Regions from separate parts of the Mus musculus genome. Here all the other regions are linked to region 5. Evidence: chromatin contacts called from public ChIA-PET and promoter capture Hi-C data. All regions are on one chromosome and are shown on one strand. The core of a region is the stretch at or near the end of the contact, and the rest is flanking DNA. Distances in the headings are between cores, read along the strand shown.

What was found. Promoter capture Hi-C pulls out the DNA fragments that hold promoters and counts their contacts. ChIA-PET counts read pairs in DNA pulled down with a chosen protein or histone mark.
Region 1: a contact with region 5 is called in a promoter capture Hi-C map of fetal liver, with 4 times the contacts expected there. The contact joins the promoter of Tnfaip8l2 here to the promoter of Tars2 in region 5. A contact is called at or near these places in 6 of 39 promoter capture datasets (the C10 cell line, fetal liver, hippocampal neurons and 3 more) and 2 of 9 other capture datasets (embryonic stem cells and pancreatic islet).
Region 2: a contact with region 5 is called in a promoter capture Hi-C map of liver, with 3 times the contacts expected there. The contact joins the promoter of Tmod4 here to the promoter of Tars2 in region 5. A contact is called at or near these places in 4 of 39 promoter capture datasets (fetal liver, hippocampal neurons, liver and 1 more) and 1 of 9 other capture datasets (pancreatic islet).
Region 3: a promoter capture Hi-C map of liver shows a contact between it and region 5, with 2.7 times the contacts expected there. The contact joins the promoter of Psmd4 here to the promoter of Tars2 in region 5.
Region 4: a promoter capture Hi-C map of liver shows a contact between it and region 5, with 2.7 times the contacts expected there. The contact joins the enhancer-like site here to the promoter of Tars2 in region 5. A contact is called at or near these places in 4 of 39 promoter capture datasets (cranial neural crest, hippocampal neurons, liver and 1 more) and 2 of 9 other capture datasets (adipose tissue and liver).
Region 6: a contact with region 5 is called in an RNA polymerase II ChIA-PET map of effector CD8 T cells, with 9 read pairs. The contact joins the promoter of Gabpb2 here to the promoter of Tars2 in region 5. A contact is called at or near these places in 5 of 39 promoter capture datasets (the C10 cell line, erythroid cells, pre-B cells and 2 more) and 3 of 115 datasets of contacts at active chromatin or transcription factors (craniofacial prominence, effector CD8 T cells and embryonic limb bud).

What each region holds. Positions count from the first base shown.
Region 1 is chr3:95,140,692-95,144,458 of GRCm38.p6, reverse strand. It overlaps Tnfaip8l2 (tumor necrosis factor, alpha-induced protein 8-like 2), which reads left to right and starts at 2,105. Exons shown (of 2, transcript NM_027206.3): 1 at 2,105-2,144. It also overlaps the pseudogene Gm9169.
Region 2 is chr3:95,122,942-95,127,048 of GRCm38.p6, reverse strand. Tmod4 (tropomodulin 4) reads right to left here and starts at 2,535. Exons shown (of 10, transcript NM_016712.4): 1 at 2,471-2,535; 2 at 1,372-1,534; 3 at 1,073-1,229; 4 at 522-638. The coding sequence starts at 1,494. Vps72 (vacuolar protein sorting 72) reads right to left here. Exons shown (of 6, transcript NM_009336.2): 6 at 3,998-4,107.
Region 3 is chr3:95,040,238-95,044,247 of GRCm38.p6, reverse strand. Psmd4 (proteasome (prosome, macropain) 26S subunit, non-ATPase, 4) reads left to right here and starts at 1,634. Exons shown (of 10, transcript NM_008951.2): 1 at 1,634-1,740. The coding sequence starts at 1,715.
Region 4 is chr3:95,192,988-95,196,774 of GRCm38.p6, reverse strand. The region is part of intron 7 of Gabpb2 (GA repeat binding protein, beta 2); the gene reads left to right. Among named protein-coding and RNA genes, the nearest start is that of Gm16740, 23 kb to the left of the region's middle. Within about 2 kb of position 1,509, at least 32 of the 459 cell types and tissues checked have an H3K27ac peak or open chromatin away from gene starts, as enhancers often do. A contact at or near this core is called in liver, where this site is marked.
Region 5 is chr3:95,752,567-95,756,633 of GRCm38.p6, reverse strand. It overlaps Tars2 (threonyl-tRNA synthetase 2, mitochondrial (putative)), which reads left to right and starts at 1,657. Exons shown (of 18, transcript NM_027931.3): 1 at 1,657-1,876; 2 at 2,119-2,315; 3 at 3,504-3,627. The coding sequence starts at 1,796.
Region 6 is chr3:95,216,088-95,220,039 of GRCm38.p6, reverse strand. Gabpb2 (GA repeat binding protein, beta 2) reads left to right here and starts at 2,098. Exons shown (of 10, transcript NM_029885.1): 1 at 2,098-2,451; 2 at 3,772-3,826. Mllt11 (myeloid/lymphoid or mixed-lineage leukemia; translocated to, 11) reads left to right here. Exons shown (of 2, transcript NM_019914.4): 2 at 1-1,496. Gm16740 (predicted gene, 16740) reads right to left here and starts at 2,583. Exons shown (of 4, transcript NR_108026.1): 1 at 1,982-2,583; 2 at 491-601.

The DNA of each region.
Region 1 (3,767 bases), core at 856-3,355, 610 kb after region 5:
TGCTGCCTCCCAATTGCTAGATCCAAGATCATCGTCAGGGGAGGCTAAACGTATCACCCCATGTGGGTGAGACTCCCGGGCAGCACTCATCGTAGCTGGGATCCCGACGGGGATATGCCAAACACACTCGCAGTTCTCCTCAAACGTGACACCAGCAGCCCTCACCCAGCCACCGGACCAAGCAGTGCCACTCCAGAACGCAGAGCCCCCTCCGAGTTCTCATTTCCATGGACTTTTAAGAAAAAAAGTTTAGCAGGAAGATGATGGCACACACCTTTAATCCTAGCACTCAGGAGGCAGAGGCTAGCTTGGTCTACAGAGCGAGTTCCAGGAGATAGGTTCTCTCAATGGCTCATTACTTACTAAGTACTAAAACTGACCTTGAATTCACAGAGACCTGCCTTCCTCTACCTCCCCAATGCTGGGTCTAAAAGTGTGCACCCCCACATACAGGTGCGGTGCTTTATTTTATTTTGGTTGATGGCTAATATGGGAGGGACCAGATCACTGTGGGCACGTGGGCTGGTGGTCCTGGGTGCCATATGAAAAGAAGCTGAGAAAGTAATGTGATAAACATTGTCTTCTATGACCTTTGCACCAATTCCTGCCCTGACTTCCTTCAATGATGGATTATAATACGGAAGTGTAAGCAAAATAAACCCTTTCCTCCCCAAGAATGGTGGTTCATCATGGCAATAGAAACTCTGAGACAGGCCAGTGAAACTATGCCTCAAAGAAAGTGAACCAGACCAGGTTCCTGAAGATGACATCAGAAATTGTTCTCTGAAGCCCGGCGTGGTGGCACACACCTTTAATCCCAGCCCTTGGGAGGCAGAGGCAGGCAGATTTCTGAGTTTGAGGCCAGCCTAGTCTACAGAGTGAGTTCCAGGACAGTAGGACAGTCAGGGCTATACAGAGAAACCCTGTCTCAAAAAACCGAAAGAAAGAAAGAAAGAAAGAGAGAGAGAAATAAATAAATAAATAAATTGTTCTCTGGTCTACACACATGCACACACTAAATATGTTTTTAAAGACTTTTATTGTTTGTATGTATGTGTATTCTACATGTGTGTAGGTATCCAAGGAGACCAGAAGGTATTAGATCCACTGGAACTAACTAGTGGTTATGAACCACCAGATATAGGTGCTGGGAATAAAAGTCAGAACATCTGGAAGATCAGTGAGTCACTGAGCCATGGAGTCGCTGACTCCAGTCTCTGGAAGCCCCCAAATCAGTTTTTAAATCCCTGAATCCTAAGGCCTTTTTTTGGGTTCTCAATCTGTGCTGAAGAAAGCTATATAATTCACTCCTTTAAAGATTTGTGTGTCTGTGTGTGCCCAAGTGTATGTTCATGTACTGATTTATTCAGGTGACTCTGGAGGCCAGAAGAGAACACTGGAATTCCTGGAGCTGGAGTTGTGGGTGGTTTTTCCAAGACAAGAATTTTACTATGCAGCCCTGGCTGGCCTGGAGCTCACTCTGTAGACCAGGCTGGCCTTGAACTCAAAGATTGGATTGTCTCTGCCTCCAGAATGCTGGGATTAAAGGTGTAGTTTTGCCTCATTGGAGTCTACCCTCATTTATCAGGCCCTTTAAAGCTATTAAGCTCTGTACTCCAGCGTTTTGGCTCGATGCTGACACCTGCTGGTCACGCATGGCTCAGCAGCCCTAACCTTGGCACCTACCTCCTGCCTGCTCTGGCTGGGGCAGTCTGTGCCAATCTTACCTTCTAGGGCCTGAAGATGCTTGTATAATGCTGTTCTACTACACCACTCGATGATCTTTCAGTACTTCCCTCACTGTCTCTCACATTAAAATCTGGACTCTGCACGGTTTTCAGTACCACAAAAATATTAGGCAGCAAGAAAGAAGCAGACCTTTTATTAGGTGGAGGTGTGTAAATCCGTCCTTGCCACTTCAGAGTTGGTGCTTCCTACAGAATTCCATTCCTTTTGACCTTTGTCTTATTTCTAGGTGGCTCTTGGGACACTGGACTTCTTGGTGACAGTGATGATGAACCGGAGGTGGAGAGTAGATAGGCGGGGCCTGGGGTGGGGCTAGACCAAAGGGCCTCTTAGGAGCTTCTCCATTCTGTGAGCTCTCAGAAACATCCAAGGCCAGACTGGCACCCAGCACACGGCAGGTGAGAGTCTGGCAATGACAGAGGGTGGGTTTCGGGGTGACACTGACAGGATATCCTGACCCTTTCACCTTCACCTTTCTTTCTGTCTTGTGAAACTCTCGCTTGTAGAATTCTTGGGTCTCCCCCTCTCTCCCCAGAACCATTTTAGTGTATTTAGTGGATGGGGCAAGGCTGTCTGAGAGTGAGACCTGGCTTGGGATGGTGGCTGAGTCTAGAGCTGAGGGACAGAGATGCACATGGGGTAACGACTAGAGATTTAGAGATCTACAGTATCTTCGGACATGGAAGTACAGTGACGCAAAGTGAAAGAAACCTTTGCTAGGCTAGAGATTCATGAGGGTCACGTAGAGGCTGGGACAAAAAGAGCGAGTGACATAGCTACCCTGGGAGGACTGGGGACCTAGTTGGAGATGGCAAAGGGAGCAATAGAGAGCTGGGTAAGAGGAGGGCAGGTAGGGAAGGAAAGCGGGCCCCTATAGAAAAATCATCTCCAGTGTGAAAGATCCACAGGGCAAGGCAGAAACAAATCAAGATGGCAGGTTCCCATTGGAGTGATTCGGCTGCCGGAGAGAGCCCCCTGGCTGTCCTCCCTCTGAGAGGACTCCTATTTTCATTTGAGGGAGAGGGTGAGGTTGCTCCTTCATTGCGGTCACAGCCACATCCTGCAGAGCCGGGGAGGGGGAAGTAAGAAGCAAAACAACCAGAAGAAGCACAGTCAAGGCCCATGGTGAGAAGACCCTGTCCGTAGGCACAGGATATACCACCAAGAAGGCCTCGCTCTGCTCAGCCTAGCCAGCCTGAGACCACTACCTGCTGCCGCAGCCACCCTTCAAAAGAGCGCCCTCCTTGTTGGAGGGCGAATGTGGAGGGGTTATTTGACTTGTAGCCTATTTTTTCTCATAATTTGTGTCTGTTATTTATTATGTATATGTGTGAGTAGAGGCCAGAGGTGTTGGGTCTCCCTGGAGCTAAAGTTATAGGTGACTGTGAGCATCTGTTGTCTGAGAGTGTTGTCCCACTCCTTGAAGCCTGTTTTCATACTTACTAGGCCAAGTTGCTTAAGATCTCTTAGCTTTGCCCAGAGGTGGTGGCACATGCCTTTAATCCCATCACTTAGGAGGCAGAGGCAGGCAGATCTCAGTTCAAGGCCACCCTGGTCTACAGAGCGAGTTCTAGGACAGCCAGGGTTATACAGAGAAACTTTTGTCTTGAAAAAACAAAAACAACAAAAAAGAGTCCTTCAGTCTGAGATTTCTCTCTGTAAAACAGGGCTTGTCACCCATATGAAGTTGGTAAACCAAGACAGTTAATATCAAACACTTGGCACACAGTAGGTTCTTTAAAAAAAAAAAAGCCAAGTGTTCTATTTAAGATTCTGGAGACCCTATATCTCTCACTTCTTTTAAGACTTTATGGTACCCCCACTGACATGAGCTTTGGATCTCAAGCCTGGAAACAGAGGGGCGCTGTGCAAATTCCCTGTCGGTCGGCCGCCGCATAGCCCACTGCCCTGACTCCAGCCATGCCCACACTCCTCCAGCCAGGCTCTCCCTGCTCCTCGCGGCTGTTTTGGAGACACAAATGTCTTGTTTACAGCACGGAAGGGAAAAAGCAGAAGCAAAG
Region 2 (4,107 bases), core at 1,286-3,785, 630 kb after region 5:
CAGCCCCTGTAAGGCTGCTCTTGAATGAGCCAATGTACAAGGGAATAAGAAAAGTTAAAAACCAAGCTGGGCGTGGTGGCACATGCCTTTAATCCCAGCACTCGGGAGGCAGAGGCAGGTGGATTTCTGAGTTCGAGGCCAGCCTGGTCTACAAAGTGAGTTCCAGGACAGCCAGGGCTACACAGAGAAACCCTGTCTCCAAAAAAAAAAAAAAAAAAAAAAAAAAAAAAAAAAGAAAAGAAAAGAAAAGAAAGAAAAAGAAAAAGAAAAGAAATGTGCCTGGGCCAGGTAGTGATAGTGAATGCCTTTAATCCTAGCACTCAGAAGGCAGAGCAGGCAGATTTCTGTGAGCTCGAGGCCAGCCTAATCTACAGAGTGAGTTCTAGTACAGCCAGGACTACATAGAGAATCCACTGCTAGAAGGTTTCTGAGACATCGTGTTCTGGCTCAGGCCTTTCCTAGTCCTATGTCAAGATGCCACAAGCCCCATCCCCAACCTTCAAGGACCGGCGGCTGCCCACCTGCAATGTCACACATTTCAGCATCTGTAGCATGGGACAGCGCTTCCTCCAGCTCAGGCTCCAGCGTAATCTGTTCCTGTGCTGGGATTTCTCTCTTAGGCTGAATAAAGGGTTTTCCTGATAGAGAGATGAAGGACTGTTCAGGCAGAGGTGGTTTCTTCCAAGATGGTGGCTCCACCTTCTCTATCTTTTCCATATGGGGTCAGACTGGATCACTAGTGACATCAGAAAGCCTGAATGTTGTACAGGGACTCTCTGGTCCTCTCATTCCCTCCTAAGGATTGAAGAGGACAGGCTGGTGTGCTGGCAGATGTCTGTGATCTCAGCATTTGGCAAGCTAGAGTAGTAGGACTGCTAGTTCAGGGCCAACCCGGGCTGCACAAGGAGATCCTATCTCAAAAATCAAAAAACTGAAGAGAACAAATTAGCATGTAGTCATCAAGACTGAGTCTCTGACAGATCGCTACTGGAGACAGGGAGAATAGCTAGCAGGGAGGCACAAGAGACAGCCATTTGGCTCCTGGGAGGCATAGATGTTAGGGTGCCCATACCCTTCTTCTCGCCAGTGTAGGGCACCAAGTCATCACGCTCTTTGACTTCTAGCGCCTGTTGCTCCAGGTACTGCAATAGGGCATCTCTGTCCAGTGGCCCTGTTGGACTCTTCTTTGTCTGGTCACGTTGTCTCAGGCCAGCTGGCAAGAGCATGTTCTTAGGGATGAATTTTGGGGAACAAATTAAGCACTCTCCAGACAGATATTCCCTGGTCCTTTTGGGATTTCATGTCTTGTTCTCAGCTACCTAGAATCACTCCTTCCCACATACAAAGGGATGCCCTGGCCTGTGCTCCTACCTCAGGATCCATTTCTTGTAGCTCACAGTCCAGCTGTTCTAGCTCTTCAGGGCTCAGGGTCCTTAGGATCTCATCTTCGTCGATGTCTCTGTATTTCTCCAGTTCCTTCTGATAGGATGACATGGTGGCCCCTACCCCTTCCCCACGGTGTGACACTCACAGCCTGGGGGACATGAGAAAAGTTGTTGGATGTGGACACTGAGGGCACAAGAAGTCCAGCCATAGTTAGGACACTGACCTTAGAGACTAGAGTCTGCCAGGGATGGGAAAATCAGATAGTTCACTGTTAGTTTCCCTCCTAGTCCCTGCACTTTCTAGCCATTCTAGATGGGGATTCTAGTCTCCAGGCTGGGTCTATCCACCCACCGTGCGATGGAGAAATCCTGGTAGCACCCTCCCCTACAACCTTACCCGGCAACGTCTCTTGCCCTGACACAGCTGCTGGAGGCCCTGCCAGCACAGCTGGCTCCACGCCCAGTTCCTATTGAAAGGTGGGAGGGGGAGGCAGAGAGCTCCAGGAAAATTCCTCCTTTCTTCCCCATTACCCAGGCCTGTTGGAAACTGGTAAGCAAGGAGGCTTGACTGGGTTAGAGTGGTTGCCTCTAATGACACCCTCACTCCCTCCTTCATTGTCAAGGACCAAGACCTCACTTTCTGTGTTTGCTAAAAGTCTAAATCAGAAGGGAAAGTAAGGCTTAGAAGCTGGGGCACTTCCAGATTGGGGGAAGGGCAGTGTGGCCTCAGAAGGCATTCGGTTCCCATAATCTGTCACCAGAAAGGTGACACTGGAACCCTGGGTAAAAGAAGAAGAAGAAGAAAAAAAAGTCTTCTAAATGAGGAGGTGGGATGATAAACTTGCACCACCTTTCAGTGGGAAAAACAGTCAAGCTCTAAATACATACCACACTCAACATGGAAGGTGATACTGAGCGTGAGGCACTGACAAGGCAGCTACAGAGTCAAGACAGAAACATCGGCGGCAGGACACAGCAGAGACATGCCAACTCTCTTCCCCTAGGCCCACTCTGCCATCTCCCACCAGGCTCTCACCCGTAAGACCCCTTGTTCCCACCTACCAGTCCCAATGGTCACCTCTCACCTCCCCTTGTCAGTTGGTCCGTCTGTTCTACTGGGACACTGTCCGGTCAGCAGGAGGAGTCTGGTGCCGGGGGAGAGCGTGGGGGAACAGTGAGCTCAGCATTTTATTATTTTAGCTCTGGCCAGGTGGGGAGTGGTGGGAGATCACATATACACAGACCCCATACCTTGCCCAGCCCTGAGAGCCTCTAGTGGCCAGTATCAGCCATGACATGTCCTCTTTCCCTGCAAGCAGAGTCCTCCAGTGGAGAATCAGATGACTCCTACGGTAGGGTACCAGTTCTGCTCAAAGCACTGAATAGAAGATGATGTATCAATGTAACAGCCATTGTGCCTCACACCTGAATTCCCTTGACAGGGGACACTAAGATAGGACTGCTACAAGACGGAGAGCAGCATGAACTTCATGGTGAGCTCAAAGCCTTGTAGTAATTTTTTTTTCCTTTTTAACTTTTTTAAAAGGGAGAGGGGGCACATGCCTTTAATCGTAGCACTTGGGAGGCAGAGACAGGCAGATTTCTGAGTTCAAGGTCCAACCTGGTCTACAGAACAAGTTCCAGGACAGCCAGGGCTAGAGAAACCATGTCCTGAAAAAACGAGAGAGAGAGAGGTCTCAGGTGGTTAAGACTGCTGCACAATTGTGAGGTCCCCGCACCTACATAACAGCATAACAGGGTGGCAGACACAGGAACATTGGGGGCTTGCTGGCTCCTGATAGCCTAGAGAACAGGAGCCCAGGTTCAGAAAGAGAGCCTGTCTCAAAGGATAGGTGGAATTACAGATGACCCTGCCTGGCCTCTGCATAGGTGCACCACCCGACACGTGGTTGTATACATAGACACATACAGAGACACACACACTCAGTGTAAGGATTTTGTTCTGGTATTTAAGAGACTATGTACTGGCTGGTTTTATGTGTCAATTTGACACAGGCTGGAGTTATCATGGAGAAAGGAGCTTCAGTTGAAGAAATGCCTCCATGAGATCCAGCTGTAAGGCATTTTCTCAATTAGTGAACAAGGGGGAAAGGCCCCTTGTGGGTGGGACCATCTCTGGGCTGGTAGTCTTGGGTTCTGTAAGAGAGCAAACTGAGCAAGCCAGTAACATCCCTCCATGGCCTCTGCATCAGCTCCTGCTCCCTGACCTGCTTGACTTCCTTTGGTGATTAACAGCAATGTGGAAAGTATAAGCTGAATAAACCTTTTCCTCCTCAACTTGCTTATTGGTCATGATGTTTGTGCAGGAATAGGAACCCTGACTAAGACAGACTAAGAGAGTTAAATATGGATAACCCAGGTAAGTGTAATAAAAATGATAGACATGAGTGCAGGCATCTTTATGACACCCACTACTTAGTAAATACATGCTACTTAAAAGGACAGAGCAGGAACAGTGATTTACCCCTCTAGGCCCAGCGCTTGGAAGGTTGACATGGGAGGCTTGCTTGAGCCCAGGAGTCTGAAATTAGTCTGGATAAATTAGCAAGAACTTGTGGTTTATTTATTTATTTATTTGTTTTTTTTTTTTTCCAAGACAGGATTTGTCTGTTTAGCCCTGGCTGTCCTGGAACTCACTCTGTAGACCAGGTTGGCCTCGAACTCAGAAATCCCCCTGCCTCTGCCCCAACCTTACACATCA
Region 3 (4,010 bases), core at 385-2,884, 710 kb after region 5:
TTTGTGGGGTTTTTTTTGGTAGTGTTGGGGTTTGTTTATTTTTACTAAGGGTTGAAATTGGGGCCTTGGCTGTGCTCAGCAAGCACTGACCACTGAGGCCCTCCTCAGGTACTCGTTCATTTTTAAGTTCTTATTTTTTAAGGTGTCTGTGTGTATTGTGTATGTTCTCTCTGTGTGTATATATGTTTCTCTCTCTCTTTCTCGCTGTGTGTATGTGTAGGTGTGTGTAGGTGTGTGTGTGTGTGTGTGTGTGTGTGTGTGTGTGTGTGTGTTTACTTGAATAACCACAGAGGCCGGAAGGAGTCATCAAGTCCCCTGGGGCTGGAATTGTAAGCAGCTGTTAGCCACCCCATATGGATGGTGGGAACAGAATGCTACTCCTCTACTAAAACAGGATGGACTCTTAACTATGAGACATCTTTTAAGCCCTTCTCCCTTTTTATTTTTGAGAATTCTCTCACTAAATTTCCAAGATGACCATGAATTTGTAATCATTCCATTATATAGGTGGGATCGCAGGCAAGTGCCAACAGGTCTTCTTTTCTTTGACCCCCAGAAAAGGTCTTATTGTGTATAACCCTGGCTGCCCTGGAACTCATTATATAGATCAGGCTGGTCTAAAACCCACAGATGCCTGCCTCTGCTTCCCAAGGGTTGGTGTTAAAGGTTAATTAACAAACCAAAATAACTTGCTGGCTATCCTTCGTTCCTTGGGTGATTACATGGTGTTTACTGCGGGCTGGGGAAATGACTCAGTGCTTATGAGAGAGCGCTTACTGCTCTTCCTAGAGGACCAGAGTTCGGTTCCCAGAACTCAAGACAGGCAGCTCACAGCTGCCTGGAACTCCAGTTCCGGATTTGATATTCTCTTCCAGCCTCTGCAGGGCCTGAATACACACACAAACGCTTAAAAATTTTTTTTGGTTTGTTTTTTTTTTTTTAATTGGTCAAAACTTTTCTGGATTCCTTCATCCTGTCAGACTCAATACTGGAGTTAGGAATTGCATAGATTTTTTTTTTTTTTTTTTTTGGTAGGCAGTAGATAGGTAAATCGAATTTGAGGATACAAGTGTTTGTAGCAGTTGCATAAACACAGTGCAATGGGAAACAGGAAGTTAAAATGTGGTTAACGATGCTGACACACTTTTTAAGTGATTATGCTTGGACTGACATATCCACAGTAGTGTATGCACTCATGAGTGTCTGTTATGTGTTCGAGGCAGTGTCACTACGTAGTAGCTATGTTGCCCACGTTGGCCTGGAAATTGCAGTTCAGATCTTAGCATGAGTGTGCCCCTTGTAAACAGCACTGGGAGGTGAAGCAATAGAGTTTATTAGCCTGAGCTCCACAGCGAATTGCTGTCATCCTTTTTCAAACCGTAACAACAAAAACAAATCAAAAACCCAAATATACAAAAGAAAGAGAGCAGAAGAGGGGGTAAATTACAGCTCTCCTGCCTCACACTGGAGTGTTGCTGCCAGGCGAGTGCAGAGAGCTTACAGCTGTTCCGGAAGCTGCTGCGAAGGTAGCCAACTCTATTGGATAACCAACCTTTCCATTTCTGTGGCGCCTACAAGTCCCAGAACACACCGCGGGGCGCGGAGGCGGGGCAGCATGAAGACTGAGTTCTTTGATTGGTGATGAGCACCAGGCCAATCGGAGGTGCTGTTGTTTGTCAGTCCCGGAGCCGGTCCGCAGAGGGAAGGAGGCAAGATGGTGTTGGAGAGCACTATGGTTTGGTGAGGAGCTTCGGACGTGGCTGGGGGGCGCGTCTGGGTTGTTGGTGCGCGTGGCGCCGAAACCCGAGGGCCTGGGCTGGGGACTGGGTCGCCGGGCGAGATGTGGCTTCGGGGCCCGCGGGACTCTGGCAGACGACTCCCTGAGTCATCCCGGCCCAGGAACGCAGGCCCGGGAACTCCTGTTCCCTTCCCTGAATTTCAGGTCTCCCATAAAGCAGAGGCCAACTGCCCCCTCCACTCGCCTCCAAGTTTTTCTTTTCTCTGTACTTTATCGCATGTAAACCTCACAACCGCATTCTTGGAAAATAGTCCTTGTCTCATAATGAGTCGGAAGGACTTTAGGGGATCCGCTGTAGTCACACAGCAAATTAAGAGGCCGTGATAAGCAGGATGAACTAGGTTTTATCAGGTTTATACTTGGGATGAGTACCTATTAAGAGTTAGATTAGAAACTGAGGACAAGAAAATAAATAGAAAGCTGAGAACATATTTTTTTTCAGGGCTACAAGAGGACTTTGTTTTGTGTTTTCTGGGAATTGAATCCAGAGCATTGTGAACGCTGGGAACGTGCTCTACCAATGAGCCTCATCACACACCTGGATTGCATTTATTATTTGTCATCATTATTGTTTTAGATGGAGCTTTGACACTGTAGCTCAGACTGGCTTTGAAGTCGCTATTTGAGAAGATGCACAGGTTGGCCTTGAACTTGGAATGAGTATGTAGGATTAAAAACTTGAGTCACTAGGCCCATGTTTTCATTTGGAGATTGGCTAGCACTGCCACCTAAATGCAGGATGGCTTAAGCTTGGTTTCCTGCACTTGGAGGATGAGACAGGGAGTTTTCATGATCAGGACTACCTAGCAAGGTTCTGTCTCAAAATAAGACTACCAGAATGCCCAGTTAAATTTGAATTTCAAGCAAATCATGAGTGATTTTTTAGTATGAAAGGGAATTTTAAGTCCAACCCAAATATTGCTCTTACAAGTTACTTGTTGGGGCCGGGCAGTAGTGGCACACACCTTTAATCCCAGCACTTGGGCAGCAGAGGCAGGTGGATCTCTTAGGGGTTGAGGCCAGCCTGGTCTATAGAGCAAGTTCTAGGACATGCAGAGAAGCCCTGTCTCAAAAGGTGGTAAAATAAAACAAAAACAACAACAAAATAGTTACTTGTTGAGGGTGGTGAGATGGTTGGGTGGGTAAGAGCACAGAGTTTGGTTCCAAGCACCCATGTTGTTTGCTGCTGCCTTCTTTTTTTTTTTTTTTTTTTTTGGTTTTTCGAGACAGGGTTTCTCTGTGTAGCCCTGGCTGTCCTGGAGCTCACTTTGTAGACCAGGCTGGCCTCGAACTCAGAAATCCGCCTGCCTCTGCCTCCCGAGCGCTGGGATTAAAGGTGTGCGCCACCACGCCCCTCGCTGCTGCCTTCTTGACAGGACCAGAAGATCAGTGCCTTTGATCTCTGTAGGTGCCCGCACACACACCTAAAAACAATAAATATAAATCTCGAAAGTTACTCATTATTCATCTGAAATTAAAATTTAACTTTTAAGTCCTATATTTTTGTTTTTTTTTTTTTTAATTTTTTTTTTTTTTTTTAGATTTATTTATTTATTATATGTAAATACACTGTAGCTGTCTTCAGACACACCAGAAGAGGGAGTCAGATCTTGTTACGGATGGTTGTGAGCCACCATGTGGTTGCTGGGATTTGAACTCTGGACCTTCGGAAGAGCAGTCGGGTGCTCTTACCCACTGAGCCATCTCACCAGCCCTATTTTTGTTTTCTAAGTTTGCTTTCACTTCTGGGATAGAGTATGTTAAAATAGAAGATGGATTTAGAATCCAAACAGTTCCCTGGCTCTCACTTACATTTTGCATATTGTTGGAGAATTGTAGTAACTTCTCTGTGTCTCATAGTACAAGCAGGTAAGCCATATGTGATGGTGCTCTGTAAAGTATAGAGCTCTGTAGCGGCATGGTGTTTGGGGAATCCTCAGAATTTAAGAGCTGTAAAAAGACATGTTGAGGAGAGGTCATTACAAAGTTGCTGAAGTAAGAGTCCCGTGTTTGGGAAATAGACCAGAGTGAACCTTAACATAGATTGTTGTAAGGTGGGAGGAGTCACTGTAGAAAGAAATGACTGAAGAGCTTGAACTCTGTTCTATACCCCAGTGAGAAGATTCTGAGGGTGATGGAGTCAGACCTTTGTACAGACTGACACTGATTTAAGAATATTGATCTGGCCAGATGTGGTACACACCTGTTGAGA
Region 4 (3,787 bases), core at 260-2,759, 560 kb after region 5:
GGGATCCTTCCCTGCCTCTACCTCCCAAACACGGTAAAGATGTGCGCCACTCCCACCTCCACTTTGCCCCACCCCCCTACCTCCAGCTAACACTTCATTTTTTTTCAGTTCACTTTTGACCTTTTTTTTTTTTTTCCAGACAGGATCTCTATGTAGCCCTGGTTCTCCTGGAACTTGTTAGGAAGATCAGGATGTCCTCAAACTAAAAAGATCAGCACATGCCTTTAATCCCAGCACTTGAGAGGCAGAGGCAAGCAGATCTCTGAGTAGACCAGCCTGGTCTACAGAGTGAGTTCCAGGACAACCAAGTGTACACAGAGAAAGCCTGTCTCCAAAACCAAAAACAATAAAAGGAGGCCAGCTTAGTCTAATCAGGGTACCCCAGAGCCTATTTCAGGAGGACAGATTGGCCACTTCCTGGGTAACAGCATCAGAGGCTGACCTCTGCCTTCCATGTGAGCATACACTACCTCAAAAGAGTTACCAACAGGCTGCAGGCTGTACTCTGGGTACTCCGGCCCACTGCCCTCTTGGAATGTATTCAACAAACTGTTCGTCTCCCAAAATATAGTTATACATGTATTTGTATGCATATTTATGTTCCTTTTTCCTTTTAAAATAGTCTCATTTAGCCTGGGCTCACCTGTAACTTGTATAGCCAAAGATGACCTTGAATTTTTGACCCTCCAGCCTCTGTTCTGAATGCTAGGTTTACAGGCTCATGCCCCTCCCTGCTGGGAATAGAAACCAGGGCTTCAAATGTTCTAGGGAGGCAAACACGATACCAACAGAGCTACATTCCCCAGCCCTGGCAGCTGCAACTTTTATATTGACTTAATTCCTTGCCAGCTGACAAGAAGTCTCAATTATGAGGTCCAGGTCCATTGTCACAAGACGGGGCAAATAAGGCTGGATTTGGAGGGAGAGATAAGTTGATGCTTGCCATAATCTCTGAAGTTACAATGAAAGACTGGGGGAAATGAAATTCATAACATAAAAAGTATACTTCTGCAGAAGTGTTGAGTTACTTCATAAAGGTAGACTCGTTCATCATCAGCGCTAATTCACTAACCTAGATGTTTGCTGTGAGAGCAGCATTCAGATACACGAGTAAAACACTACAGTTTTTTTTAAAGCACATCACGTTGTAGTTAAAGTAGAAAATAGTGGTTTTCAAAGCATTAACCCATTGTGCCTTGCTGAGTGTTTGGAACTGGAAACTTGAGGCTTGTATTAGCTATGAAAGCGCATGGTTACAGCCCAACACTTGGAAGGTGGCAGCCAAAGAGTCAGAGTTCAAAGTCATACATGGCTACGTAGCAACTGTGTTGGCAGTCTATGCTACACAAGACCCTGTTTCCAAAAGCAAAAATAAATCAATAAAATGTGAAGTTTGGGGAATATTTGTTTACTTGAGACACCTTTTCACTGTGTAGTTTAAGCTGGTCTTAGACTTGTACTGAGCCATTTCCCTGGCTCAGCTCTGTTGTGCTGGGACCATAGACATTGTCAATCATTTATCCAGCTTCAAACCCTGAGGCTGTTAAGCATGTGTGCTCTGTAAGGCTGTCCTGTTCTGTCATTATCTGCGGATGCACAGCCCAGGAGGAGCATTGTCCCCTCACCATGCTCAGTTTGTGAGGAGCCATGCTCTGTAAGCCTGCTGCCAAGGAGGGCTGCACAGAGGCCTCGGGAGTGGGTGACATCACGTTCTGCTAGGCACTAGCAATGGAAGAAAACAAATAAGTAAGGGAAATGTAGTCGACTGTGCCAAGCACATTGAATTAATCTACTGTTGTCAATGGAACATTTACTTTGTGGAGGGAGTGGAACATGCTGAAGCACACGTGGAGTCAGAAGACAGGTCGCAGGAGTGGCTTCCTCCTCCCACCATGTGGCTTCTGGGGATCAAGCTTGGCAGCAAGCACCTTTACTGCTGAGCCATCTCAGCCTTAAAAGAATTTTAACCACACAGTTGGCTGAAGTCCATTTGGATTAGGGAACACAGTAAGGATGGGGCGAGGCTGAGGGAGGATTTATCTCCTTCCCACTGGTCCTCATTTTCCCTTTCTAATGGATTCGGTGACCCCATGCCTCGGCATCACAGTCAGATCCCATCACCCCAGGACTGGCCACACTTGCAGCCCTCACTTGGTGTCAGCCCCCTCTCCAGCTCTCTCAGAGCCTCAGCTTGGTGGCCCATCTGCTAAGTGAATTACGATTTCTTTTGTTTTTTATTCTCCAGCACTTTTAAATTACATATAAAATATCAAAGAACTGTGCCAAGCATGGTGGCACATATTTTAAATCCCAGTAATTGGGAGGCAGAGGCAGTCAGATCTCGATGAGTTTAAGGACAGCCTGATCTACATACAGAAAGTGTTCCAGAACAGCTCTGGTTACACAGAGAAACCCATATCCAAAAAAAAAAAGAAAAGAAAAGAAAAGAAAGGGAAAGAAAGAAAGAAGAAAAGGAGAAAGGAAGAGAGAAAAGGAGAGAGGAAAGAAGAAGAAAGGAAAAAAAAAGAAAAAGTAAAATATTGAAATCCACAATCTGGTTCCTCCCACCTTTCATGGTTACACCATGTGTGCTTAAGTTTGGCTGGGAACATAGTTCTGGCGTTTCCAGTGGAGTTGGGCATATGTGTTGCAGAACGCCCTTCTGATAACTACAACAGTAAGCTTTCAGGGGCCAGCGATATGGCTCAGCAGGTGAGTGCTCCCACCAGGCCCAGCAACCTAGGAACTCACATGGCAGATAGAGAACCAACTCCCACACATCATTATGGCCTCTGGGTGCACTACACAGTCATAAAGTAAAAAAAGAAATGAAAATTAAGTATCAAGTTACATAGCAGTGAAGAAGTTACAGTTTGTGAAGAAAAAAATCTTAGGAATTCATATAGCTAGGGGCAGATAATTGGAGGAGGTACTCTCCTACAAACCCTGGAAGGGTCTGGTTGCCTGCTCTTTCATTAATGATAGCCAACTGTTGTGATATATTGGCTTTTTTTTTTTTTTTTTTTTTTTTTTTTTACTATATAACTGTGTTTTTATACAACTGCCTCCCTTCCAACCCTTATCACATCCTAATCCCTTCCAATTCCCAACACTAGGTAGGAGAGAAAGAAGTTAGAGGGAAAAGGGGACATAGATCTCTTTTGACTACTTCCTGAGGTTAGGAATCATTGGGATCCTTGGGGGCAAGTCCAGTCTTCATCGTAAGGGTATCTCCAGCTCTTTGTCATCAAACCACAGCCATGGGGACTGGAAGCAGCCACTGCCATAGACCTTCTCCGAGTTCTCTCATTATCCAGTCCCCAGAGTTAAACTATCTGCAGCTGGCAAAAATTACACCACGGCTAGTGCACGAGACAAATCATAATCATCTGTGAAGCAACCTCTTACCCAACTCCTGGGGTTAAAACAAACACACATCCACAGGACGTAAAACTGGGGTTAAAACAAACGCCTCCACAGAACATAACTGGGTTTTTAAAGAAACCAAAATTTGCCTTATACTGATGTCGTTCTTGCATTGACATTTGGGAGATGAGAATCCTCCCTCACCACCAGTCATTTTTCTTAAGTTTCATACACATGAGTGTTTGTCTGTCTGTCTGTGTGCCTACGACCTATGTGTGGCCAAGGAGGCCAGAAGAGGTGCAGATCCTTTGCAACTGGAGTGAACAGCGGTTATGAGCAGCCACCATGTGGGTAGTGAGAACTGAACCCAACCAGTCCTTTCTAAGAGCAGCCAGGGCTCTTAGTCACTGAGCAGTCTCTC
Region 5 (4,067 bases), core at 408-2,907:
ATGATCAGTACATATTTAACATATATTTATTGAGCACCTCCTAGATTGTTGTCTGCAGTATGACGCTACCCTGCCTCTGTTATAGTGCCACAAAAAAATCTAGGTCTGCCATTGCCATTTTTTGTGAATGTTGCACTCTGACCACAAGAACACACACACACTATCTTCCTCCCCACAGCCTTGTCTCTTTCTTTGTATTTCAGGATGTCTAACATATCAGAAGATGGAGCCCCAGAGTGGCCTATGACTCAAGTCAGCTGCCCTCCTCAGGCAGAACGAACATTGGGCTTTGGAAGCCTAGGTTAAGCAGCTTGTTCTGACAACTCTTCCACAAGACCCCATGATCCCATCACCACTGCAATCTGGGAATGGACTAAGTGTCCCCACCCCCAGGTGAGGGACTACTTGAGTTAATAAGGGTGCTAATAAGTTCATTTCCCTTTATGCTTCTCCACACATCTGACCGTGTTTCTGTTTTTACTGTGTAAAGCTAATATGTCTAGCCCTGCATCTGAGATTTAATGGAGAGAGATCAAAGAAAGAATAAAGAAAGATGAAGGTGGGGTGCTGATGAGAGACCAAAGGCTTATGTAAGGAACAGAGAACAAGATGTTGGATGTCTCTAAGATGGTCAGGGAGTCTATTGGAAATAAACTATGGAAAGAACAAGGTATGCTGGAAGAGTGCACACTGCAGATTCATCGGCACGCATGTTTTTTACCTTAAACTACCTTCTGTAATCTTTGAATTCCACATCTGAGACCTGTAAGATGGCTCAGCAGATAACAGGTACTTACTGCCCAAGCCTGGCAACGTGACTTTGACCCCTAAGACCCATGTAAAGTGAAAGGACAGAAGTGGCCACAGAAAGGTAGCATGTGACCTACAAAACTGTGCCGCCCACGCCTTCAAAGATTCTTCACACACACGCAATAATGATTGATTGATTAAATTCCACATCTGTGACATTAAGAGGTCTCTAAAGTCCCTCCACCACGACTGCAAAGGAATGACCACCAAGATAGTCTTAGAGTTGTTACATTCAGTGGTAATAACAGTGTCTTGCAAGCCGGGCAGTGGGCGTGCACGCCTTTTATCCCAGCACTCGGGAGGCAGAGGCTGGTGGATTTCTGAGTGCTAGGCCAGCCTGGTCTACAGAGTGAGTTCCAGGACAGCCTAGGGGAAAAAGAGAACAAAAACAACAACAAAACCAGTGTCTTGCTGCTGGTGCTAATTATCATATACCAAGCACCGAGATGAGCAATTTACACAAAATGTACCTTCAGAATGGAACATATATTTTTATTCTTGTTTTATAGATTAAAAAATCGAGATTACAGAAAGTTTACTTAAAAAAAAAAAAACTACTTAATGCCAGATCCAGGATTTACACTAAATGTTTAGTTCCAGTGTCTGTACTTGTTTCTTGTCAGCTTTAAGAATGTTTAATAAATTTTATAATTAAAGGAAAATGACTAACTTCCACTTCCTGTTTTTCTCTCATTCTTGCCCCAGGAGGTATGCCCTGTCCTCAAAGTTGGATGCCTTCTTGTCACTTTGGGAACCCAGACTGCAGGTGTGTGCAACAGCTTCCACTTTCCGGTCAACCGGAACCTTTCCCAGAGCGGCTGCTGCTGTGTGGGTTCTACCTCAGCGGAGTTCCTGGGGGTGGTGCCCGGCCGGAATGGCGGCTATGTTATCCAATAGGAAAGGATATTACTGACTTAGAAGCCAATGAGGAGCCTGGTGAGGAAGAAGCGGTGATCGGAGCATGGAGGTACCGATTTGAGACAGCATGGGTCTCTGTCTGAGGTGGCGCCGGCTTGGGTTCCCACTCCCAGAGTTCCGCCGCTGCGAGCTCCACACCGTGCGTGAGGTACGCCAAGCTCCCAACCATTTAGCCCAGCGGAGTCCAAGGGGGCAGGCTGTCCAGCCCCTCCTGGACCCTGCTGCCCCACTCGGAAATGTGCGGTTCCTTTGAATCCCCAAATTAAGACCTAGTGTCACCCAGTTTCCACCTTAAAACCAATGCTTCTTAAACACCCATAACCCCTACGACCCCATTCCGGAGTAGTGGAAATAAGCCCGCGATACCTCCTAACGTGCCTTTTCCTCCAGGCCTCTGCACCAACTCCTCCACATTGGTTGGCAGAACGATTTGGCCTTTTTGAGGAGCTATGGACCGCTCACGTGAAAAAGTTAGCAAGTATGACACAGAAGAAAGCCCGGGCTATTAAGATATCACTTCCTGAAGGCCAGAAGGTAGATGCTGTTGCATGGAACACAACCCCTTACCAACTGGCCCATCAGATCAGGTATCAAGCCAGCCTTTCTACCTACAAGAATTATTTTTCTGTCCTTTTCTGCACCCGGTCAGAAAATGAAAGCATCTTTTTGTTTCTCTTTGGTTTTTCGAGACAGGGTTTCTCTGTGTAGCCCTGGCTGTCCTGGAACTCACTCTGTAGACCAGGCTGACCTCAAACTCAGAAATCCGCCTGCCTCTGTCTCCCAAGTGCTGGGATTAAAGGCATGCGCCACCATTGTCCCGCTACATTTTTTCTTTTTCTTTGTTTCCCATCAGAAAGGTGTAGTCTTTGGGCAGGGAGGGGGTTAGGGTTGGGGGGGGGGGTCAGTCAGTCATTTAATTGATTACCACACAAGCATAAGGACCTGAAATATGAATTTGTGGAAGGAAACTGACTCCTAAAAATTGTCCTCTGACCCCCCCCCCACACACACACACACACTGTAGCATGTGTGCCCCACCCATAAATAAATGAAATAATAGTTTCAGGTTAAAAATAAAAAGGGTGTGGTGACATGTGCGTGTAATCTGGTCAGCCAACCTAGCCTGCTGGCGATGCTCTTTGCCAAAGAAAGACCCTCTTCTAAAGGCATGATTGTTGACTCCCGAGGAAGAATGCACACCTACTCCCCCAGAAAAGCATCTTGTTAAAAGAAAAAAAAAAAAAAAAAGGCTGGGCGTGGTGGCACACGACTTTAGTCCCAGCACTTGGGAGGCAGAGGCAGAGGCAGAGGCAGGGGGATTTCTGAGTTCGAGGCCAGCCTGGTCTACAAAGTGAGTTCCAGGACAGCCAGGGATACACAGAGAAACCCTGTCTCCCATGTGCTAAGATTGCAGGTGTGAACCCCTACGCTCAGATAGTCCTTCTTGCCAAGCATAGTGCTACAGGCCTGTAATCTTAGCATTCAGAAAGTGGAGGTCAAAGATTCAGAATTCAGGGCCAGCCTGGGCCAAACAGCAAGACCTGTCTTTAAAATAGAGGGTAGGATGAGGACTTTTTTTTTATAAGGATTTGTCTTTATAGTTTCAGAATTTCTGCCCTTCCCAATGTAGTGGATACATTGGGAAAAGAAACAGCAGATCTTTACTGCTCTGGAAACTTCACTCAGCAAATTAGAGTTGCTGAGAAAAGTCAGCCTCCTGCCCTGGGGATTGTAACAACTCTGTCTTCATTCCCACTACCCTCCTACTGCTACAGTGTAACACTGGCTGATACTGCAGTGGCTGCTGAAGTAAATGGAGAACTTTACGATCTGGACCGACCCTTGGAGACAGATTGTCACCTCAGATTTCTGACATTTGATTCCCCAGAGGGCAAAGCGGTAAGTTTCTCCCATATGGTGAGCACAGTGCCTAATTATCTGAGTGATCTTTAAACAGGAAAATGTAATTGTTCTTTTGCTTCACTTTCTCAATTCAAAAGTGGGGAGGAGACTGATCACAGACTAATTATTCCTGTGGAACCTGGAAAGTCTTCATGAAGGCTTTTATTTAGCATTGGTCTATAAAGCAAATACCTTGTGTGCTTGTGAAAGGGGGAGAAAAGGCTGAGAAATAGGATAACCTATTCAACCTCTTGTGCACACAGTGTAAGTCATCCGTGATGTCTGCCTAGTTCTCATGGGTTCCATAACGGAGCACAAAAGCCAGGGCCTTCCACTTTGTTTGTTATTAGAGTTCAGAAAAATATATTTATCATCTAAATGTGACTAGTGAACCAACCCAAGAATAGTTCCATCCCAGCAGATCCCAGGAACAGAAA
Region 6 (3,952 bases), core at 849-3,348, 540 kb after region 5:
TGTATGTACGTACTTATTTATCTATCTATATTTATTTATTTATTTATTTATCTGCCTACTCCGTTTCTCTCAAAAGCCCTCTAGGCACAAAGTCAAGGGTTTAATCAATGGAGTACTAGATCATAGGATTTCCTCCCGTCAGCCCGGAGAATATTAACTAATCCCAGAAAAGAATCACCCTTATTTGAGGCACCACAGAGAGGTACAGTTGTGCAAAATGGGAGACCAATTATTTTGTTTGTTTGTTACATTTTAATCAACTTCAAAGATTACTTGAGCCTCCCTAATGTCCTCTACCAGGCCAGTAAGCAAATACTGCTTCAAGAAGTAATGAGAACCTGGAAGTTTTGAGACACTTTCTACAAAACAGGATTTCTAAAAGGCTAAGATAAGAAATGCTGCTGCTGCTTACAATGCATTCTCTTCCCCAGAAACACGCAGGCAGTTAAAGGTGGGAAACAAAGGAGTGGGATGAGGAAAAACATCGCACCGTTTCAGAGGTAGCTCCTTTAATATCCAGCTCTGCTTCCAGCTGTGGGTAGAAATGCTCAGAAAATCAGATTTGAGTCTTCACAGGGAAACTTCACTATGAGGATAATTCCTAAAAGACAAAAGATGTATCTGATCTAAAGAAACACCAGAGTATTATTAGGGGAATTTATATAAAATTGTGATTTTGTCATGGAACAGGCAGATGTTTTGGTCCTAAGTATTTTAGCTTTGCCTTTCTGTAGTTGCAGTATGTGATAGGAATCAGTGATTCCTGACACAGTTCTTTGGCCGCCATAAGACCGTGAAGTAAGCAGTTATGTTCAGACCCTACCCGTCCCCATTCCTTCCAAAGCTATTGCAGATGAATTGCGGAGCTGTTTATTCATTTATGGAATAAAGACGTTAAATCCTAAGTCTGGGGCTTAGTTTTTTCCATTCCAATGAAGTACTACAGATTTTACTCACACTTCCGAATCCAGCTTTCCCTTTTATCTTTTTTTCTTTCTTTTTTTTTTTAAGTGAAGCTTTTCTTTTTATTTTAAAAAGATTTACTATACTATATATGAGTACACTGTTGCACTCTTCAGACACACCAGAAGAGGGCATTGGGTCCCATTACAAGTGAGCCAACATGTGGTTGGTGGGGATTGAACTCAGGACCTCTGGAAGAGCAGTCAGTGCTCTTAACCACTGAGTCATCTCTCCAGCGCTTCCTTCTGTCTGTCTAATATTTGACTTTGAAGAACAATTTAGGATTTGGACATAGCTCAATGGTAGAAGGGCTTGCCAAGCATCTACAAGGCCCTGCTAGGGTTCCCCTGTAAGCAGCCAGTGCTCAGAGATTAGCCACGCCCCCCAGCCCATTATTAACTTTTAAATTTGTGTGGTTTTCTTCGGAGGCGGGCCTTGAACTCAGAGAAATCCACCTGACTCTGCTGGACTCTGCTAGGGTGGGCCTAGCACTTTGGTATTAAATTAGGAGACCTGTGCCTCCTGCTGTGATCAAAGGCGTGTTTGTTATTATTACTGATTTTAATTTTTAGTGTGCATTGGTGTTTTGCCTAAATGTATGCTTGCTTGTGTGAGGGTGTCAGATCTTGGAGTTAAAGGCAGTTGTAAGCTGCAATGTGGGTGCTGGGAATTGAACTGGGGTCTCCTAAGGCATTGCTCCAGCGTCCTGTTATTGATTTTTGAAAGGTTTTCTCCGAGCTTTCTCTCGGTCCTTATATCAGTTAAAATGGTGAACAGAAACCAAGATAGACTGGTAAATGAAAGACATGCAATTTCATGTCCCATCCTATTCTAGTCTTCCCCCCAAAAGTTCAGGGGTTCTTTCCTGACCTATATTCAGGACACTGGGAAAGTGTCCGGTCAGACAGGAGTGCATAACCAGAAGGTCCCGAATAGCGGAAGCAAGATTCTCCCCCAACCCTCAAGTTAGCCCGGCGTTGAACCAGCAGGAAGGTAGAGTGCGGACGCCAACACGCACCAGTAACCAGTTCCTCCGAGCGCTGCACTGGTTGGCGCCAAAACTACCATCTGCGTCCGTCCCCTGCCGGAACTATCCCTCACGTAAGCCACGTAATCGGTGATCCTGCGCCTCGCTAAGTAGTCCCGCTCAGGATGCCCGCGGTATACGTTTTTCCAGCTCACGAGGTCCTCAGTAGGAAGGAGTCGGACTCAGAGGTGCGTTGAGGTCCTGAGAGAAGGGCAAAGTGGCTCCGCTAACCCATTTCCTTCAGATTCCTCCGCCAGGACGTATAGTCACAGCGCCTTCACTTCCGGGTCCGCCATTTTATTGCCTCCATTTCTCCGTGAGGGGGGGTAAGGGCCCCCCCAAATATGCATATGTGAAAAGGCCGAAAAGTGAGGCCGCTGGCAAGGAGTCTTAACTAGAGAAAGAAACGGGACCAAACTGGCGGGCCCAGTGAGAGCGAAGCCGGCAGCGCTCCGGAATAGGTGAGGGGGAAAGGACACGCAGGGTTCCGGAGCTTCCGAACTGCGATGCAAGGGGCAGTGATAAGTGGCCGGCCCAGCCCGGCCAGGACCTGTGGGCGCCGGCCTGCACACTGCCGGAGCGGGGGTGGCGGCGGGGGGGAGAGGGACCAAGAGGAAGGGGATGCTGTCGGGAGGAAGGGGAGGGGACTGGGAGGTGAAGGGGGTGGGTGGAAGACCTGGGGCTGGGGAGCTGGACTCCGGGAAGCCAAGGCCACATGGGGTGACCACGAGGGGGCGGTGTGGCGCAGGAGTCCGGGCTGCCACTACAGACTGGGGCTCCCACTTGCAAGTTGGCGCCCCTGAGTTTGGCAGAGTGCTGATGTCAAAAACTGAGGGATATGTGACTAGGGAGGAAGTGGGAACTGGACTTTTCAAGGTCCAGTAATAACGTGAAACTTTAGTAAGTTCATAATGTGAACAAGAGCAGTCATGGACTTATATCCAGTTCTCAACACAGATGCTTGTACAGCTGGCCTCCCAGTGGGAATGTGTGGGGGGTGAGGGGGGGGAGAAAAAGAAAAAAAAGTACAGACCGAGAATTCTTCAATTGCTTTCTTTCTTAGCGTGCACCTCTTGTCACAGATTTCCTCCAGGAATTCTGCTGTCTCCCTCTTCCTATAAAGGATTTTCTCTAGTTTCCAATCCAATATTTGGGTCTTACTATGTAGTTTGGATTGGCTGCCTCACAGCGATTCTCTAACCTTAGCCCCTGGAGTGTTGGAATTACTGAGGTGAGCCATGTTTTTTGTACATGCTTTGCAAAGAACAAACCACCACACCCAAATGATAAACAAAAGTTATTATTCTTTGGTAATGGGCTGCTTTGTCAAGTGCTCAGGCACTCCATGGTTATTAAAATATTTATTGAAAGTTCTGAACACTAAGTACTCAGTGCTTGAGAAGAGGAGAGAGAAAGATCCAGGTGTTCAAGGCCAGCCTGTGCTACTTGACCCAGAAAGGTCTCCTGGTCTTGTTTTGTATTTTATTGGCTTCCTATTCCTAGGAGGCAGGGTTGGGAGTATAGCTCAGAGGCAAGTGTGAATGTAGCATGCCTGTGGCCCTGGATTCAACTCCTAGCACAGAGGGACTAGGAAGAGAATTTAGAAAAATCTTAGGATACACACTAGACAAACGCTCATGTGAAGTTTATGTGGATGCATATCCAGTAAGGGAGAACAGTTCCCCTCTGTAGCATTCAGAACCATGGGGTTGTATAGGTTGGGCAGGTGGAACTTAGCATATAAAGCCAGCGAGACTGACAGTCTTGAGTTTGATCCACAGAGTTGAAGGAGAGAACCAACTCCTGCGAGTTGTCCTGTGGCTTCCACATGCTATGGTGAGTGAATACACACAGAAACACACACAAGCTAATTAGTTAATTTCAATTGCCTATGTTATTCTCTGGTCTTAGGGTTCTACCAGCCTTTATGTATGGGGAGCTAGAAGAATGACCCACCAGTCT